Regions from separate parts of the Gossypium arboreum genome. Here region 1 is linked to region 2. Evidence: chromatin contacts called from public Hi-C data. All regions are on one chromosome and are shown on one strand. Each heading gives the region's core, a stretch centred on a gene start, on an enhancer-like site or on the middle of the called end of the contact. The rest is flanking DNA. Distances are from core to core; before and after follow the strand shown.

Region 1 (4,634 bases), core at 102-2,601, 320 kb before region 2:
GCCAAGTGTTGCTATCAAGTTTGAGATTTGAAAAAGGGATTTGGACATATTAGTGACAAAATAATGGAGTGTTAAGAATGGCAAGAAACACGAGGAGGGAAGCAGGTCGGGAAGAGTACCTCTCCATAAAGGACATAAGGTTCGGGATGAGCTTTAATGAGGTAGTCAGTGCCCCACTTGATTGCTTCCATCGCATGGCCGAGCTCTCCATTTGCACCAATTTGTTTCCCGTACTCTATAATACTCCAGGACATCATTGTTATGGTGAATGCCATGGGCAGTCCGAACTTCACATTGTCCCCTGCATCGTAGTACCCTCCAACCAGATCCACCTTGAGAATTTGTGAAAACAACTTCAACCATCAATACCATAATTTTCGATTCTAAATGAAGCATGTCAAAGAACAAAAGTGACGTTTTGACCGAGAAAACAAATTCAAGTTGAGAGTGGAACTTTAACTTACCCCACTGGCCTTGCCGTCATTCAAGCCGGAATTGGCTCTCCACGTAACTCTCTGGTTATGAGGAAGGTAACCAGATCTCTGAGCTTCAAAGAACAGAATGCTCTTGCTCAGAGCTTGGTTATAGTCATGTCCAGCAAAAACAAAAGGAAGAAAAAGTAGCAGAAGTAAAGGAGTCATTTCAATCAGCCTCATCAACTTCTCCATGTACATTCAAACTTATCAAAAGACACAATTCAAGTTTCAAGTTCAAACAAAAACAGATCTCTTTCTGCAGCAGAGTGGGTTTTCCTTCAAGTTTATAAAACTAAAAAGAGAAACCCATTTGGAATCGAACACAAAAAATGCAGTCTAGTAAGAGAAAAAGGTAAAAAAATGTAATGAGTTAAAAGAGGCGATAGAAATGAAAGTGAAGAGAGAAAGAGCAGTGGGATTGGGAATTGGAAGAGGAGCTGAAGCCTCTATATATTGTGGAGTGGAGGGAAGGAAGAGCAAGGGAGATTAAAAATTGTGAATTGAAAGTAGTTTTTAATAATAATTGGAGGAGAGGGGAAGAGAAAGAACAAAGTCATGTGGGTGTCCCTGGCGCTTTTAGTCTTTTACTGGGTAGAGTCGGTGCGGATTTAATGGTTCTTTTTGGCAGGGAAACTGCTGCTAAACATGATTAAAAATTAATTTCTGATTTTTACTCTTCTATAAAATTTCTTTTTATGCCTTCTCCACTCCAATAAACTTACATTGTTTGTAGCTTGGGAATAATGCCCCTGAAATTAAGGCATGAAGTTTATTACGGCTCCATTAAATCTCTGTTGGGCACAGCATGTGAGAGGGTACCCTGTTGTGGGTTACAAATGGTGGACATAATTGGATTTTGCAAAACTTGGCTACTTGGTTTAAGTTTTGAAATTTGTTCACCCATAATTAATGCAAATTATTTTTATTTTTATTTTTATTTTTATTTTTATTTTAAATTAATCATCTGGCTTCTGCAGTCTGCGACCTGTCCGTTTGCGTCTCCTGTCGTATTAGGTATGGGAAAATTGCAAACCCTGGATCATCTTTTACAGATGCTGCCACACTGCTTGATTAGGCCCATTATAGTACATATCTAACCCTAATTATTTTAAACATTTTCTTTTCTTTTTCTTTTTGAATTGTATTAAATATTAACTTAAATCTCTTAAAATATATTTATTTTCTCAATTTTATACTTAAATTTATTTTAATTTTATTTTATCTATTTTGTAATGTTGGTTAAAAATATTTGTTAGGCCACTTTGCCCAAAGAAAAAAATGTCATAATGATCGACCATTGATCGATGTTAATTGATCATGGTAGGCATTGACTTATTATTGATGATAATTGACCAGATATTAATTTATCATGGGGTGCTATTAGAATATACCACATGTTTCTTTTATTTTTTAATATTATATATATTATATTGATTAAAATGTAAAAAATCATATAATATATAATATATATAAATTTTAAAAAATTATAATTATTATCATAAACAATAAATTTTAAGGTATAATTTATTGACCACACATAAATCTACATATCTTTGGAGAATGAACTGATGTGAAAATCATAAAGAAAAAGATGCATTATTAATGGATAAATGTAAATGTTATATATTATTGATGAAGGGAGTTGAATATAACCCTAAATTCTCAACTAAAAGCCATTATTTTGTCCAGCTAAAGAAAAGGGGGGGTTGAGGTTTTTATGACGATTGGATGTAGAATTAAAATCTAAATATTAGAGGGAATTTGAATAATTGCTTTAATTATTGAGGGAACTTCTCAGCATCAACCGGAATTGTTGATAATGGTAAGTAGGATTCTCCAAACCCGACAACCCCATTTTTATTTTCTCTTTCTGAAATTAGGAGTCCACCGACGGCATCAGGTAGGCAATATGACAAGAAAATAACAATGGCATCCTTTGTAAAATCAACTGTGCAAGATGTCCATTTTCATTTGGCTATTTTATTTACAAGGTCAAAAAGAGAGCGCTTAATTCCCAACAGCAATCAACGGTCTCCGCCGGAAATTAACCTTTTTCTCTTTTTTTTTTGGGTTGCCGAAAATATTTTTGTCATCTTGCTTTTGCTTTTGCCCTTTCAAAAAAGTAAAAAAGAGTTTTTTATTTTAGTATCATAAGAAGGTTTTAAAAAACCAAGAGATGTGGACAGTGGAGACGTACGGTATGTAAGTCAAAGAGGCAAGCCTCCGCAATTACCGGCTAACGACGGTTCTATCACGACTTCTGATGGTTCTACCTAGGCAATGCAGTCACCGGCTGTCCGGGTGAGTTAGTTTTTGATCAGCCTCCCTAAGTACACCTGCCCCCCCCCCCCCCCAACCCACCAATTTTGTTCCCACTTTGACGTGGCGAAATCCATGTTAAAACAGTAACGTTGGTTATAAATTGAAGGCATAGGCCATCTTCCATAAGTGGAACTCTTGCTTTGCTTTGTTGTTGGTAAAGAATGGGACACAGTCAGCCCGAAACAGTACCACCAACTTTGCTTTTATGGCCTACAAAAATATCTTTTGATAGTATTGTTGCGCAACGCAAGCACAGAATTCAAATTTGCTTTCCTAACTAATAGGGAAGAGATGCCTAATTAAATTAGTTACTCCTTTTATTCAAATATGTTATACTTTGACTACAAATTGTTAGCTTATACTAATACAATTCCACAAACAGTTTACTTCAATTTGGTCTCTTTTTTCTGGCAATTAGAGCTAATTTGTTAGATTGTTATGCACTCAAATTTTGACAAACTCTTTGTTTTAAATGAAGTATTGATTTAGGTTACTCAATATACTAGTTAAACATCATTAAGAGTTTAAATGTTTATTTAGGTGTCATTAAGAATATCAACTTATCTTTGGTAAAAGTATCTCCTGTAGTAGGAGTTGAATTGCATTTTGTCTTCTCTACTAAAAAACTGGGTAAATTAATCATTCTATAATAGATCAAAGAACAATTTAGTCATTTTGTTAAAAATTTTATCTATTTCTACTGTTAAAATTTGGTCCATGTACGTCAGTATGAGGTATATATGACATGTCATCAGGGGCGAAGCCAGAAAATTTTTTTAGGGGGGCCGGATGAAATTTTAATTTTTTATAGTTTATATTTTTATAACTTGTAAAGGATTAAATTGAATTTTTATAATTTTAGGGGGCCAAAGTGTAATTTTACCTTTACTAATTTAAAATTTTTAAAAAAATTCAAGGGCCTAAAATAAAATTTTCCATTTTAGGGGGGGCGGGTCCATGCCAGCCCCCCTGGCTACGCCCCTGCATGTCATGTGTCATTGTTTGGTTATTCTGTCAATCACACTAGTTTTTAACAGTATAAACGAATTAAATTTTTAACAGAAAGTACCAATTTGCTCTTTGATATAATGTATAGAGAATAATTGGCCTATTTTTTAGTAGAGAGAGCAAAACGCAATTTGATTCCTAGTACAAGGGCCTTCACAATACTTTTACCACTTATCGTGATAGAGTTTAGGATAAATATCAAAATTATACATACTTTGATTTAATTTGCAATTGTATAGATGAATTTTAGTTTGGTAGAATTATACACGTGAAACTCTAATTGTGGTTCAAATATATAATTGAAACTTTAATTTTAATTTAATCATACACATTTAAAGAAATAAATACATAAATTTATTTTTACATTAGATAAATATAATTATTTATGTATGCAATATATAAACATAAAATGATATTATATCAAGAATTGTGTTAATAATTTACAAGAATTAGATCAAATCAAAATATTATGTATAAAATTATACAAAATTAAAGCTCATGTATACAATTACACGTTAAACCATAAATCATAATTCATGTATAGTTTTAATATTTGACAGAATCATATAAGTATTTACCTTAAGCTACAATAAAAGTAGAAAATGAGGTGGGGGGTATATAGAATTATACAAGTAAACTGGAAAGGGATATGTGAGAAGAGAGGGCTAAGGACATGTGGTGTGAGATAAATGTGTCTCATATCTCCCAGCCAGGGTCTCTTTCTTTCATCATATTTGGAATTTGGAACCTCCAATTAAATCTTTTTTCTGTAGCTTGATTAATAAATTCCTAAAGCCGCTGCTAAATCATTCTTCACAAGATAAGATT
Region 2 (4,307 bases), core at 973-3,472:
TTCTGTACATTTATATTTTTACAATTATACAACTTGTATAACAGTTTGGCATGGTGGTAAAAATAATTTTGTATATTCTTTTTAATAAATCAAAGATATTGTTTTATACGATTTAAAACTTCTTTTTCCCTAAAAGAATTTAAAATTTTATTTTAAATTTTAAGAATAATTTTATCTTTATTTTTAAGAGTACTAACAAAAACTTATTTTTAATTCAAAATTTATCCTCATTCATTACATTTTTACAATACAATTAACGCAATATTAATAAAGACATATCAAATTAATTTACCAGAAAAAAAACACATTCATTTATCTAAAAATAAAATGCTATAAGTTTCAACCGGACAATAATATGTTTCTAAAAAAATTGTGAAGCTTTTGTCATCGTGACATCAATTTGTTGGTGACATGACGTACTGTACTTCTTTGGCTAAAGAAAGCAGCGTCGTATACAGCCACAGTTGGCCAATGGTGCGCCCGGGAAAATCTTTACCAGGAATGATATGAAATCACGAGAATTTGCTAATCACACTCTTTAGGCACGTGTCAATAGACAAGCAAGCATAAAAGTTGAGGCTAGACCACTGGCTTGGTCGGCGTCGCCCTCGCCCTGCACACTGACTTGTCTAGCTGCCAACCACACTGCCAAATCTCAACTTTTTCAAGTGTCCCACACTCAAAATTGATTTCTTTTTCTTTTAAGTGAAGGCCTCTACAACTGAATTTCATCCTTTCGTCAAGAATTTTATCTTAGGTGACTAAGTCAAAAGAATGAGTATGAACTTATTTCAACAACTTCGTTTTGCCACATTAAGATTCTAACTTGGATAAAAAAAAGAGTAAGAGGAAATTAATTTCTTCTAGCTACCCATAGACTTGGCTACTGAGTCTTTATGTATGAATCTATTGAAAAGAAAAGGAAATCATTATTACTCCTAACACTAGAAACATGAACAAACAAACTCATTCATATAATTATTTTTAAATTTAATTTAACAAAAAAATTATTTTAATTTCAACATTTAAAAGATATTTTTCTATCTCCGTATTATAACTTTTTTTTTGATCTGGCTCCGTATTATAACTTATATAATATAAAAGGGTCATAAATTATATCACATAAAGCATTAATTTAAAAATTCCATTACAATAGAATTATATGAGATCTTTTTAAATTAACAGTTGAAATAAGAATACAGAATAATTTTCAAAGAAAAGTAACTGATTTAACATGTTCTAAGCCATTAGTATAATTTCTTAATTTTTGATGCAACAATTAATTTAAAAAGGATTTAACATGATCACACTATAATAAAATCTCACATTAGATGTTATCCATTTTATGAGATAAAATTAGAAAGAAATAAGAGAGAGAGAGAAGTTGGAGACAACGTAACATGAATTGAGGATTGACTTGTGAGGCATGGTTAGGTTTCTTTCACATGCAAAATACAGCAATACCCTTTATTTCCCGTTTGAGGTCAGTCCAGCAGATGGGGTATCTTTCACGAGCTTTGTCATCCCCGAAAATACAAACTAGAAAAGAAAAGAAGAAACTTATAGATATTGGCTTTTCGAACTCTACCTTTACGTCTTTAATGCTCCATACCAAGCTTGGATCCCACATTGATAATGATGACAACCTCTATGATTTCATGTAGAAAAAGTCTTTTAACCTCATTCAATCAATCCTCGTTTTTATATATCAACTTTCTTTTTCTTTCGCTCTCCCTCGGTTTCTTCTTTGGGTTATTTAGATAAATACAAAGTGCAATCCAGCAAAAGTTACAGCATGACCCGCAATTTAATTTCTACAAAGCTATAAGCATTGGATTTGCGAATGAAATCATCAAGTCCAGGCGGCATTCTAGTTCTAGTAAATTTGTGTTTGCTTTTTATGTCAAGGTAAGGATCAATTACTCATAATAATACTTTCCAAAGGGTAACGTAACTCACCATGTGCTGCCAAACATTGTTGGTCTGGAAATGAGATATCAACATCTCTTCTCTCCACAAATTTAGGTTCTCAGTTATTTGGATGTTTCCTATTTAACCCCAATTGTATTATGTTGAAAGACTTTTTAACATATATTTAAATCTTTGAACATGTTATAGTATCAAGAGAAACAAAAATAATAATGGAATTTTGAACATTGAAAGTAAAAAGCAGTAAGAGAGACGGTTTCAGACTTGAATGGGATTTTGGAATTTTGTGCAGAGTTTGAAACCAAAAAAATGAAAAGCGTAGCGTGGTGGACAACTGGGCATAACATAAGACGCGTGGCGCAGAGGAGTTTTAACTTTTGACAACCCAAAGCTGGCTCTGCCTCTTGCAATAAATACAAAAAGTAGCTTTTTAGCAGTTTTGTGCGGGGGACCTCTTCTTTTTGCCCTTTCATGGACACTCCTCCTATTTCTTCTTGCTCAAAAGAATGGGCGGATTTTATAACAATGTTTGCACCTCATGCAAAAACACATCCATGAAATTTTAGTATAATAAATTTGGTGGCAAACAAAAATAATAATAATAAATCGAGTTGCATAAGAAGAAGGGAGAAAGGAAGGCATGGCAATGCCCTCCCAATTAACTTAAGATTCCTTTAAATAAGAAAAACAACTATTACAATAAAATTAGATATTAAAATAATATTATAGCCTAAACACATCGCAACCCATTTAAAGTTCCATTCAAAGTTTCGTTAGACCGGAATTCAAACTTGCTCTATATCTAAAAGTAAAATCCTAAGCTTTAGCTTTACTGTCCACCACAGCTATAAATACCACCAACCTCACCCTTGGCTCTCACCATATACCATTTGGGTTTCTTCTTCCTCCCCACCAAAATTCTTGTTCAAGCCAAGATTTCTTCATTTCCTTAACCAAATTACCCTACTTTCTTTTTCTTTTGTTATCTAGAATTTCACTTTCTTTTCTTTTGTTTATACAAGGAAAAAGGGTCAGTTTTTTTAGCGCCCCTGTTTTTCTTCAATTTTACTCTTATACTCCTTGTTTCCTCTGTTTTGATTCAAATCAAGAATAAAAAAAATGCAAGAAATCAATCATCCTCTTGGATTCAATAATATTGTTAATATTGGATCTTCACTGTCACAGTTGATATTGTCAGGAGGCTCAAATACCTTAGATTCAATCTTCTCTCATTGCGCACCGTCAACGACGACAACATCAACCGCCATCACCACCAACTGTATTTACGAGCCAATAGGCTCTTCAGTCTATCTCCGCCAGAGAGAGCTCCTTCAAAAGTTCAGCCAAGAGAACAACGGAAACGCTTCGTTTTCGGGCAACTCGCTAATGAACCGGATTCCGACCTATCCAAACCCCGCATCGACGAGCAACTTCTATTTGAGTCCTGAAAAGAAGAAGCAATACAGGGGGGTGAGGCAGAGACACTGGGGTAAATGGGTGGCCGAAATCAGACTCCCACAGAACAGAATGCGAATCTGGTTAGGCACATACGAAACAGCCGAAGCCGCTGCTTATGCGTATGATCGTGCGGCGTATAAGCTTAGAGGGGAATATGCAAGGTTGAATTTCCAAAACATCAAGGATCCCAGCAAGTTGGGCTTTGGAGATGGTGCTCGTTTGAGTGCTCTGAAGAACTCGGTGGATGCTAAGATTCAAGCCATTTGTCAAAAGGTGAAAAGAGAGAGGGCTAAAAAGAAAGCCAAGAAGGATCGTCCCGCAGAAGCTGACAAAACAGTTAAGGTGACGGAATCCTGTTCATCGTCATCATCGTTATCGCCTGTGGCTTTCAGTGACAGTGTGTCTGATGGTGGATTTTGGAGATGTGAGAACTCGCCCTCCTCTGTTTCTAACGATTATCCAATGATGATGGCAGAGGAACCCCAATTCGAGGACTGTTTGCTTGCTAGAATGCCATCTTTTGATGCTGAATTGATATGGGATATTCTTGCCAATTAGGATTTCCACTTTCTCTATTTATTTTTTCACCAAAAAAGCGAGAATTTTCAGCACTTAGCTGTTAAAAACCGAGAGACTTTTAAATAGTGTAAATGGTAATTTTGTTGGGATTCTTACTACCTTGTAGTGATGTCCTGTTGTTCAGTGTCTTCGATTTTAGGAACAAGAATGTTTTCTTTCTTGAATGGGAGTTGAAACGCTTATAAATAAATAAAAATTCCGGAGTAATATATTTTCAAGGTGATGCATGATTATTACAAATATGTGGGACCTTGAGAATGTGAATGAAAAATTCCCTCACTTCTTATCATGTCTATTTTTCCACAAGCACCATTTCACTATCAAAGGACATGATAGGGTTT

Evidence for each region. A called contact is a pair of places that touch in the nucleus more often than the background predicts.
Region 1: a Hi-C map of leaf shows a contact between it and region 2, with 4 times the contacts expected there. The contact joins the promoter of LOC108469840 here to the promoter of LOC108468198 in region 2. A contact is called at or near these places in 2 of 5 Hi-C or Micro-C datasets (both in leaf).

The regions. Positions count from the first base shown.
Region 1 is chr8:44,521,115-44,525,748 of ASM2569848v2, reverse strand. LOC108469840 (endoglucanase 6-like) reads right to left here and starts at 1,351. Exons shown (of 9, transcript XM_017770901.2): 1 at 465-1,351; 2 at 120-332. The coding sequence starts at 674.
Region 2 is chr8:44,198,641-44,202,947 of ASM2569848v2, reverse strand. LOC108468198 (ethylene-responsive transcription factor ERF061-like) reads left to right here and starts at 2,222. Exons shown (of 1, transcript XM_017769084.2): 1 at 2,222-4,184. The coding sequence starts at 3,049. The coding sequence ends at 3,945.